Linked DNA regions of Mus musculus: region 2 is linked to region 1. Evidence: chromatin contacts called from public promoter capture Hi-C data. All regions are on one chromosome and are shown on one strand. The core of a region is the stretch at or near the end of the contact, and the rest is flanking DNA. Distances in the headings are between cores, read along the strand shown. Region 1 holds the start of Ifi44 (interferon-induced protein 44). Region 2 holds the start of Gipc2 (GIPC PDZ domain containing family, member 2).

The links. Promoter capture Hi-C pulls out the DNA fragments that hold promoters and counts their contacts.
Region 2: a promoter capture Hi-C map of liver shows a contact between it and region 1. The contact joins the promoter of Gipc2 here to the promoter of Ifi44 in region 1. A contact is called at or near these places in 2 of 39 promoter capture datasets (liver and neural stem cells).

Annotation. Positions count from the first base shown.
Region 1 is chr3:151,746,258-151,751,885 of GRCm38.p6, forward strand. It overlaps Ifi44 (interferon-induced protein 44), which reads right to left and starts at 3,653. Exons shown (of 8, transcript NM_133871.3): 1 at 3,579-3,653; 2 at 2,888-3,387; 3 at 1,361-1,397. The coding sequence starts at 3,329.
Region 2 is chr3:152,163,318-152,169,298 of GRCm38.p6, forward strand. It overlaps Gipc2 (GIPC PDZ domain containing family, member 2), which reads right to left and starts at 2,583. Exons shown (of 6, transcript NM_016867.1): 1 at 2,331-2,583. The coding sequence starts at 2,570.

The sequences.
Region 1 (5,628 bases), core at 2,403-4,902:
CGTGCTTGTAACCTCGGTCACTTCCTGTCTTTTCGCTCTGTAACCGTTTTCCTGGGGCCTGCTGCCATGCTTTCCATGATTGTAGCCATACCTTCCCTACCGTGATAGTCTCTCTCCCTAGGCCAAAATAGTCCCTCTCTTCCTTAAGTTGCTTTTGGTTGTGGTATTTTGTTATAATAACTGAAACATAACAGTGCTGATCAGTCCTAAAACTGTTCACTGATATTATTACATCTTGTTAATTCAGTAATAGATATTAGTCATGCCAAAGGTGAAGATTAATAATGGTAAACGTTAAAAGTCATTATATAACATATATTTGAAGTTTATAGACTTAGGACATTTCTAACATGTTCTCATTAATAGATGTTTTCAGCCTGGTAATAATTCTCAGCACATCCTAAAGTAAAAACCCTACTATAAGAATTCTAAAAGACACAAACACATAGACAACATTATTTTTCCTCAAGTAAAACATATTAAAAATAGTCCCCTCCCACTGACTGCTCTATTAACATTGCCAGGATCAATATGTTTAGCAATTATTGACATGGGTTTTGGCTATTCATTGATATTCATATATATTAATTGTAATAATTTGTGCCAAAAAGTTTGGTGACATACATTGTCATAATAAAAGGTAATAGAGCAATAAAATGTTAAAAACTGAAAGGGGCACCAACCCACCCACAAAACCTTCAACCCAAAATTTATCCTATCTATTAGAAATGCAGGAACGGGGGGTGGAGCAGAGACTGAGGGAATGACCAAGCAATAATTGGCCCAACCAGAGACCCATCCAATGGGCAAGCACCAGTCCCTGACACCATTAATGATACTCTGTTATGCTTGTTATGGTTGTCCTCTGAGAGACTTAATCCAGCAGCTAACTGAAGCAGACTTAGAGTCCCCACAGCCAAATAGTGGATGGAGCTTATGGACTCTTATGGAAGAGTTGGGGCAAGAATTGAGGACTCCAGAGAGGATGGGAACTCCACAGGAAGACAACAGAGTCAACAAATCTGGACCTTTTAGGTTCTCAGAGACTGAACCACCAACCAGGAAGCATGCATGGGCTGGACCCAGGCCTCCCCACTTATACGTAGCAGATGTGCAACTCTGTTATCATGTGGGTACCAAGCAACTGGAGAAGGGGCTATACCTAAGGCTATTGCTTATCTATAGAACACTTTCTTCTAGCTGGGCTGCCAGTCTGGCCTAAGTGGGAGAGGATGCTCCTAGCTTTACAAAGACTTGATGTGCTAGGGTGGAGGGATACCAAGAGGGGCCTCCACCCTCTCAGAGGAGAAGGGATGTCAAGTGAATAATTAATAATAATTTAAAAAAAACATTGACTTACACAGCAATGCCTCTTGTCTTTCTTTCATCCAACAACTCTAAAGAAAATAACAGATAATATAGATTATAAATTCTTAAATTGGCAGGTCAAATGAATGTGAGCAAACTCACTAGGGACAGAGCTATTAGTAATCATTCACAAATGGGCCTCATCCACGTTGTCTCACTTGGAGACAGCAGCGTTCAGGAGGAGCCTGCAGATGAGTTCTCCTAGCTGCTCCCTGGTCTTTCAGCTTCACTCTAACAGGAATTGGGATTGGGACTGGGTGTGTCTTCTGAATCAGAAAGGCAGAACATGGAAGTATACACAAACCAAGGTAAGACTAACATCAACTGATATTTCCCCCAAATGTAGTATTAGGTCAGAAAGATGCAGTATGCAGAGATGCATAAAAATAATTTTTAAAATATGCATAAATTTTTGTCCAAGCCAGCTGTCAATAGGAACTTCTATTTAATTGATGCATTCCTGGCTCAAAAGAGAAGTCAAAAGTAGATTAAAAAAATAATAATGTCTAGTCACTCCAAGAAACTATTAGTTTAGCAATGCTATCAAATCTCTAAATAATTCTCACTATGGGGCCACATGTAGAACAACCAAGCAAATATCATTAAATTACCAAAACCATACATTATAAAGATTTCATTCAATGACCAAGACATAATTAAACTTGAAATAAATACCACATACAAAAATAAAAGCAAACTTCTGAGTTTATACAAAAGCACTCTCTGAAATAGCACCTGTGTCTGAGAGGAAAGATAAAACTATAGTTATGTTAAATCAACTGTGTAAAAACCTTACAGCAACTTTGTGATAATTGGGGCTTTATCATGGTAGGAAATAAGGAATGTTTGAAAATGGAAACAAAAACCGTAGGATCTCTTAAGAACATAAAAGAGTCAGGCAGTCTTGGACCACAGCTTTAAAGCCAGTACTTCGGAGACAAAGGCAAGAGGATCTCTGTGAATTTGAGGATAGCCTGGTCTACAGAGCAAGTTTCAGGCAGCCAGAGCTACACAGAGGAACTGGGTCTCCAAAGAAACTGAAAGCAACAATAACCAAAACAGGAGTGATTAGTCAAACCAAGAATATAAATTGTAAAACCTTAGACAGGGACAAATTAGTGATGAGTTGACTCTTAAGCTGAAATGAACTAATAACTGCCTGGGCTAACTAAGGAAAGCCAACTACTCTATGTGATCACAGAAGTGTGAGGAATCTAACACAGTCAAACTCACAAAAAACAACTAATGACCACAGGCAAAGGGGGAGGGGTCATAGTAAAGGCTGCACATGTCATGACCCAAAACGACGACATCCTAGGGAGTTTATACATAGGTAAGTAGTCCCATTTCATGATAGAATTTTAGTAATTTCTGCCAGGTCAGTTCTGTGGGTCATCTCTCCAGACTTGAGAGCCTGAGTTTAAGCATGTCCTTCCCTCAGGAATATGTCATCTAACATTGTCATATGTCACCAAGCAGGTAGTGGAGAGCTTCAGTAGGTTTATCTGAGCAAACTTACCTTCACATCGAAAAGCTTCACACTCCTGAATAGGTATGACATTATTGCGAGCAGTCAGTTGGAGCATTTTACAGATTGCTGAACTTACAATCACAGCTTTCTCATCTAATAGTATAGAGAAATCATTAGTTTTTCTTTTATGGAACAATAAATATGGTGAATCTGGTCCTTTTGCACATAGTGAAAATCCAGTCTCTTGGAGTGCAAAAATGGTGATAGAAACATCTTTTCCCTGGAAGCCCTCTTTCAGGTACATGCCAATAACACACTTTTCACTGTAAACCACTATCATGGTAGGACCTTGATTCTCACATGTGCAGAGCAAATTCTGATGAGAAAACTTCTGCACACTCGCCTTGTAAAGAAGACAAAAACGTTTTCCTCCAAAATAATTCTGCAGGCACTTTTCTTGCTGCCATGTCAAACGAGTTCTCATGGCCATACTTCAGTCTAGTGGAAAAGCCCTCTTAAAGAGCACAGTCCTCTTTAAACACGGAAGTCTAGAAAGACACACACAAAGCTCTCATTTACTCCAATTGTCTCATAGAACCCAGGAAACTAACAAACAAGAGACAAACCTGTAACAAGAAAATCTTTACAAAAATGTTCATTTAAATAATTGCTTTCAATCTTTTAAATACTCCTGTTTCCAAGCAAATAAGGTAAGTGGAAAGAAAGCTGTAGTGCATACCTGTGTGAAGAGTCTGTACCGAGGCTGGCACCGAGGAGGGCAGCTTCTGTCTCAGTGACCAAGCCTGTAGAAAATGAAGAGAAACTTTTCCTCTGTTTGCCTCATCCTGCTCGGGAAACGAAAACTGAAACTCTGTATACCTACTCACGCTGGCAGCGAGCCAACTTCAGTAGGCTTTTAAATAGCAAAGTCGGTCCAAGAGTGTGTCAGGAAATTTTAGGAAGCAGGGGCTCTCATGGGACTGGGGTTTGCTTCTTCTTCTTCTTCTTCTTCTTCTTCTTCTTCTTCTTCTTCTTCTTCTTCTTCTTCTTCTTCTTCTTCTTCTTCTTCTTCTTCTTAGGTAAATTCAACAAGTTGCTGTAGATGGACATGCAAAGCAAAATTAACTATGTATTGAATCTCTGAAATGCATCTTAAAGTCACCAGCTTCGCTTAGTCTCTGTTATCATTTTATTCCAAACTAGTGTGCATCCCTCCAGAGGCTGCTACGGCGAGCACAAGCACCCTTCTATAACACCTGGCTACAAGAAGGATGTCGCCTTTATTTCACTAAATTTGAAGGGAAACAAACATGGTCAACACAGTACACTATAGGCAATATACTCAACAAGAAGAGTACAGAGAGGGATGGGGAGTATCCTGCCTGTCAGCAGGATTGAACATCAGTGATCTTCTCTTAAAAATAAGAGTGCTGCAGGGCAGTGCTGCTGGGCAGTGGTGGCGCAAGCCTTTAATCCCAGCACTTGGGAGGCAGAGGCAGGTGGATTTCTGAGTTCGAGGCCAGCCTGGTCTACAAAGTGAGTTCCAGGACAGCCAGGGCTATACAGAGAAACCCTGTCTCAAAAAAACAAAAAAAAATGTTTTAAATAAATAAATAAATAAGAAAGAGTGCTGGAGACCCAGAGTAGCAAACACAAAGAAGTTTATTTTCTGAGCTTGAAAAGTCAGGTGTCAACTCAGGAAAAAATCAAAAATGGAATTTGATGCAGAACACTGCTTTTTATTTATTCTCCCAACTGCATTTCCCTGCCCCCAGGATGCCTCATTGGCTGAACCAATTGCATTCTCCACCCCCCCCCATGTCTCATTGGCTGAATCCAACTGCATTCTCCTCCCCCCCCATGTCTCATTGGCTGAATCCAACTGCATTCTCCTCCCCCCCCCACCATGTCTCATTGGCTGAATCCAACTGCATTCTCCTCCCCGCCCCATGTCTCATTGGCTGAATTCTTCAGGAAGAAGTCCTCCCACTCATCCAGCATAGTCCTTACCCCAAACCACCATCCCCCAGAGGCTCAAGATCCCCCAACCTGTCCTTATATGTTGGCTCAACTATATATTTCACCCCTAAGATGAACTGAAACTGGCTAGGGAAGGCAGGAGTCCAGTGCCTCCTGCTTACCTATGATTCCCTGAGGAGTTTTAGATGAACCTCACACTGATCATGTTTTACTTCTTCCACAGGTCATCGAAGGAGATGAATGGAACAATTGGAGGATGCTAGAGGCAAATGCAGTGGAAAGTGAATAGATTCAGGGTCTATTCAAGCATAGAAGAACACCGAAAGAAATAACTAGTGGGACAGATGAGGGTTAGCTGGGGTAGGAGAGGGGGTGGAAAAAGGGATTGTTTTTACTTGAGCACGGAGAGACTATTGATTATTGACATGAGACTATTAGAAAAGTTCTCGAAGAGGACCATGTATTCTGTCTTCCATTGGAATCTGTAAGTAAAAGGGTAAGTGGTTACTGTATGAGGTTGAAGACTACAGAATGAGGGTAACCTGAGAGCTGTCAGCATGCACATAATGACACAGAAAGTGAAGGGCAAATTCTAAGTGCAGTTCTATAGAACAAACCTTGTATTCAAAATCTTTACCCCAAAAGACCTGGGACTAGTTAGAAGTCAGAAAAGTGAGTTGTCCCAGAAGCTAGTTAAGAAAGGAAAATGTGGTCACCTGTGTCAAATGCTCTTCTTTCCTTCAGAGCCTCCTCTACTTAGCACAAGGGGAAAGACACTCCTCCTGGTAAGCTGTGAATTTGAGCAGCAT
Region 2 (5,981 bases), core at 1,333-3,832, 420 kb after region 1:
ATAAGGAAAGGGGCTCCTGGAAAGTTCTCTAAGTCTGGAGTCCCTGGTTACAGGAGAGAGTTTAAAGCTCACCGGTGTTACACTAACACTCTCACTAGCTTGGAAACCAGAGGACTCAAGCACAAATAGCAGCCTCGCTTCTTTCCTCCCAAGCTGACCTTGGTCAACGCCCAACCTCTTGTACGTCAGCCATTTGTTTAACTGGCCTGTATCAACGGTATTAATTACAGTTTTTAGAGCACCAGTGTAACCTGTTAGGTTTACATGCAGACCCCTCCCATCTGAAGGACCGCCTAGCTGATAGATATCCTTATCTCCACCCGGGTAGGTAGTTGATGCTAAAAAGAAGTCAACCTCGGCCAAGGCTACCCAGCTACTGAGAGTCAGTGGAGCCTGGATTCACAGTCGATCACACCTGGTTAAGCTGCCGTCTACCTCACCCGGGGGAGGTGAGAGGCAAGTGTTATTTGAAAGCACTTTTTCAGTTGAACATCCCTATACAAGCACTGTGTTATGGCAATCCTACGCTAAAATAAATAATTCACAACAAAAAGACTTTGTGATTTGCCCTTAGAGCCTGGGAACCCTGAAAGAACAAAGACTAGCATTTTAAAAACTCCTTTCTTGGGGCTGGAGAGATGGATCAAGGGTTAGGAGCACTGAATGGTCTTTCAGACAGCTCTGATTTGATTCCCAGCACCCAGGGCTGCTGACAGCCCTCTAACTCCAGTTCTAGAGAATCAGACTGGACAGACACATGCAAACAAAACACCCCCACACATAAAGCAATTTTCTTAAATCTCAAAAAAAAAAAATTAAAAAAAAAACCCTCTTTTCTTATTGAAACCTCGCCTTGACCTCAATTTCATTTAAACAGACCTAATAAACAACTAATTTAAAAATAAAAAAATAAGAAAACACCGGACATGTAACAGCAGAACAGATGTATGTAGGCCACGCTCTGACAAGAAGTTGCTCTCAGCCGGGAGTGGTGGCGCACGCCTTTAATCCCAGCACTTGGGAGGCAGAGGCAGGCGGATTTCTGAGTTCGAGGCCAGCCTGGTCTACAAAGTGAGTTCCAGGACAGCCAGGGCTACACAGAGAAACCCTGTCTCGAAAAACAAACAAAAGAAGTTGCTCTCTACAACTTCTGAAAGCCCACAGCAAAAGCCTGAGAGCCTAAAGAGACAGGGTGTGCGCATGCGCACACCCATATTTCGAGTTCCCCGGCAAGAGCACCTACACTCACACAAAAATGAACAAAATATTTCCATGTGTGTAGCTGCTAGTAGAAGCCAGCGGACAGTCCTGAGCATTGCTTCTTAGACTCTGTTCGCTTTTTTTTTTTTTTTTTCTTAAAAACAAGTTCTCTCACAATCCTGAAACATACCAAGTAGACTAGGCTGGTTCAAGCCCATCCCCTAGGCACTGGGGTTACCACTGTGCGTTTTTGTTTTGTTTTGTTTTGTTTTGTTTTGTTTTTGTTTTTGTTTTTTCTGATGAGTTCAGGAATTTGAGCTCGAGTCTTTTGCTGCAGCTCCGAAATATTTCACACCTGCATTTGCAGGTAGCTCTCTTGAGTAAGCACAAAAGGGCCCACAAAAACCCCCATAGACTAACGCATCCAAAATAGGACCTATGGCAACTCCGGCTTCAGGCATCAAATAATCAACCTACTTATGTTTCTTGGTCTCTTTTCAAAGATACCTTGGAAAAAATGAAGCTGAGCTCTTCCGTGAAAACTGTGTTTGCTAGTTGGAGAGTTTGCTATGATTTTCTGAGTTACTTCCTTTGGAATAACAGCCCATGTTTTACATTTCTTACATATTAACACCGAAACGGTTCGTTCTGGAGGCGTCCAGTGGAGAGCAAACGAAGCTTCACGTTGTACCCACCGAGAGGTCTTTCCTCCTCCCTGTGGTGTGTCCAGGGAGGCACTTTCCCCCTCCTATTTAACACCGGTTAGACTCCCAGTGCAGCTCTCTGACAGAAAGCCTAAGAGTAAAGTCCAAGTCCTGTGGAAGGCATTAATTTGTTCCAGCAGATCTGCGTCCGGGAAGGTGCTGGCGCACATCCTATCCTGCGAGACTAGACCTGAGCAAGTCTACAGCAGACTCCTTAACAAAAGAAAACTCAGTCGCCTTGACCCCAGTGACCCACAAGCCGGATCTGAGCGGATAGTTTCATCCGGTCCCAGGACTGGGCTTTCCACCACCAAGCTCTCTTCCCCTGAGGCGCTGGGGACCGACCCCACCCTGCTGGCTACCTGAAGCTCGGGAACTGCTGCGCAGCCAGCTTGGTTGGAGGACAGGCTGTGCCCCTGTGCTTACCTCGGATGGCGCGATCTCGAACACGCCGGCAATCTTGGCGTAGAGCTCGCTGATGCTGGAGAAGTCCTCCACTCGGCCCGTGGCGCTGCCGTGCGCCAGCTGTGCGTGGAACACCAGCTTGCGTGCCGGAGCTGGGGGTCCGGGGACACCCTGGCTGCCACTGGATCTCTCGCCCTCCACCAGCCTCGCGGCCTCCTTGGACTTGGCCGCCTTCTTCTTCCCGCGCAGTCCAAGCGGCATCTTGCAGGTCCCAGGGCGTGGACCACCTGCGCTGCGGCGCAAGCTCCCTGGCCTCGGACAGCGGACTTTGCGCTTGGGGGCCCGGCTCCGCGCAGGTGACAGCGGCTGCTGGGCCAATGGTAGCAGCGCTTCCGCCTAGCGGCGCGGGCTTCAGGTCCCCTCCCTGTGAAGGACAGGGCACCTGAGCCGGGCAGCTACCTACTCAGGCAGAAGGAAAGCTGTGCACGAGTCAACCCCCTTCTAGACTCAGACCTCCTCTCAGTGAAAAGGAATTGGTTTGTATGAAGGGCCGGGGATGCTATAACAAAGGGCCTTTGCTCGCGGACCGGCCTTACCTTGCCTTGCCTTTCAGAATCTGGGCGCTCAACTGGGCGTGGTGGTTCAATGATTTCAGCACTGTTAAGGCTGGGACAGGATAATTGCAATGGTTGGAGGCTAGCCTGGCCTACAGAGTGAGTCCGTCTCAAACACACACCCACGACCAAAGCCCCTCAAATTATAATATTTACAGGAAAACGAAAGGATGGAGAGAGGACATTATTATGTTAAATAGAGTAGGCCAGATTCAAAGAGAAAAATGTTGCCTGTTTTTCTTCTCCTGTGTAGAATCTACATGTGTCGGGGAACATGCAAACAGAAAAGGAACATGAGAGAGGCTTGGGGTTGTGGAATGCATCTGACAGGAAAGTAGGGAGGGGGAGGGGTTCCAGAGAGAGCGGGGGGGGGGGGGAGACATCGAAACAGACAATAACGACCTGTGCGCATGAAAACGCCATAAGCAAACTCATAACTTTGTGTGCTAATCTTAAAAAAAAAAAAAATGTAGTAGACAGAGCATTCGGCCACATTTGGGCAACCCCAGCCAGACTTGTGTAGCAGCCAGCCTTCCTCGCCATCTAAGCAAAGGAGGTCACACGAGTCAAGTCAAATACTCCAGCCATTCCCGCAGCCCCTCTCTCTAGCCTGTTCCTCTCGGAAGGCCTGCTTTCTCCCCTAGGTTTTCAACACTCCCAAGTCCATTGTTCCACATCCTAAGAGAAGCTCTCTCCTATTCTTCAGAGAGCTGAAGCCATTCACTGAGTTGTGCCTGCCCTCAACTCCCCATGCCTCATCAGTAATTCTATCCACCTCACTTCTCTAAGCGCTGAAGCAATCCTTCATCTGACCCCATCTGATTTCTCCACTCAAGGGGCTCTCTTTAAGAAAAAAAAAGGGGGGGGGGACATATGCAAACGCACGCACGTGTGTGTGTGTGTGTGTGTGTGTGTGTGTGTGCGCGCGCGCGCGCGCGCGCGCGGGTTCGTGCACACACTCTCGAGTGCTGCTGTGCTTGCCAGGGCATTTGGCCCAAGCGTTTCTGGGATTTCTCCGTTCTCACCTCCCTTCCCGTGCTGGGCGCGCTGTGATTGCAGACCTCTGTGCTACTGTAACAGGCTTTATAAGGGTCCGGGAAATCCTAGTTCAGGCCTTACGCTTGAGCAAGCAGTCTTTACCCATGGAGCCATCTCCCTAGCCCAAGGCTGTCTGCTTTAAGTTACCCATTGATTTCTTCCTCAGCCCCTGGGGCCACTGATGGGCACCGCAACTTTATTCCCAAGTCCCTCATCCTCGCTGTTTCCTCAGGCTGCTTCGTTTTCTACAAAGAAGCATTTGCTGTTAGCTTACACGTGAAGGGACACACACTGTGTACAGTCAGCCATTCGTCAATCTCCTAATGTAATTAACTCCTTCAATTTATCTGCCTGGAGCTTTAAGTGGTCTGGGCTGGTTTTTTCATTCTCTCTTAACTCTTGACACCATCCTACCTTCACTGCCATTGAGCCGCCACTTTTCAGGTGCTCCCTAGACTTGCTCAGCCCTCCTCCCCCATCCCTGTGTGCTCCTCCAAGTGACTGCACTAATCCTCCATTCCACAGATATTGTTAGCCAAACTACGTGATCGGCGTTCAATCCCATAGGAAGGAAATGGTATACGGATGCTCTCAGAGTCCACGCTGACCTCATTCTTCCTAGTAGATGCTTTCTCTCTCTGGTCTCAACTAGGGCAAATAGACAACATGACTGTGGTTCAAGTCAAGACATCCTTGAGTCTTTAAAGCAAGTTTGTTCATCTCCCTTCACCTCTCCTGTACGGCCAGTCCTGAGAAGTCCGTGCTTCTCCGGGTAAGGTGACCAGATGTTCTGAGGGATGGGGTGAGGAGAGAAGAGTCTGTGATTTCCATAGGATAATTTGAATTTTTTGTTGTTGTATGTTTCTGTCACTCTGGAAAGTAGCGTGGGCACTGAAGAGCTAGATGTTGGTAGAGTGCTTGCTGTGTACGCACGAGGACCCACATCCGAGTCCCAGCGGCCATGTAAAAGCAGGGGCAGAGAGGCCCAAGGGAAGCAGAGTAGAGGATGCTTAGGTTTGTTGTCGGCCAGCTGAGACAAGTCGGTAAGCTTCTGGTGCAGTGAGAGACCCTGATACAAAAAAGAAATAACATGGAAAGCAATTGAGGAAGACACCTGACCTCACTCATGCACAGACACACACACATACACACAAGTATTGTGAACATATTGAACATTCTTCTTTTTAAAGTTTATTTATTTATTTATTTATTTATTTATTTATTTATTTTAAGTATAAGAGTTAAGCCAGACAATCCTTTCATAGACAGTCATGAGACACCATGTGCGAGCTGGGAATTGAACTTGGGACCTCTGGAAGAGTAGCCAGTACTCTTAACCACTGAGCCATCTATCTCTGCAGCCCATACTGAACATTCTTATTCATGTGAATGACTGAATCTTTTGTGACTCTGACATATATAGCATCAAATAGTATTACCTGGTCTTGGCCTAAGGAGAAAAGAGCAAAGCCGGGCAGTCACCACCTAAGCCTAGCACCTAGCAGACTGAGGCAGCTCAAGCTTGAGGCTAAACCAGCTGAGAGAAACAATGTCTCAAAAAAATAAGTAACAGAGGAAGAAAAGTATAAATAAGTAGCGCAGTCCTTTCCTGTGGAAGCTAGAGAACTGCTCGCTGAATTGTTTAAAGCGTGCAGTGTTGTCCTGGAAGTCTGGCTAAGTAAAGGCAAGATAAGTCATCCCAGGGCTGTGGCAGGTGCATCCCAGGAATCTGAGAACACGGGGTGCAAACCTTAGAAAACCTTTAAGGTGAAAAATGTGGGTGTTTCATCCCCTTTGTGCCTCTAGCTTACCTCAGCCTCTGCAGTGTTAGAATTGCAGACTTTGTTACCACACCCAGCAAAATAGGATTTTGAGTTATGTGCAATAAAGAAGCAGAGAAAGGTGTTGGCATTGGGAGGGCTGGGCATGAGGCTCAGTTGGTACAGTGACTGCCAGCATACACAAAATGAGTACACACACACACACACACACACACACACACACACATTTTGGAATGGGG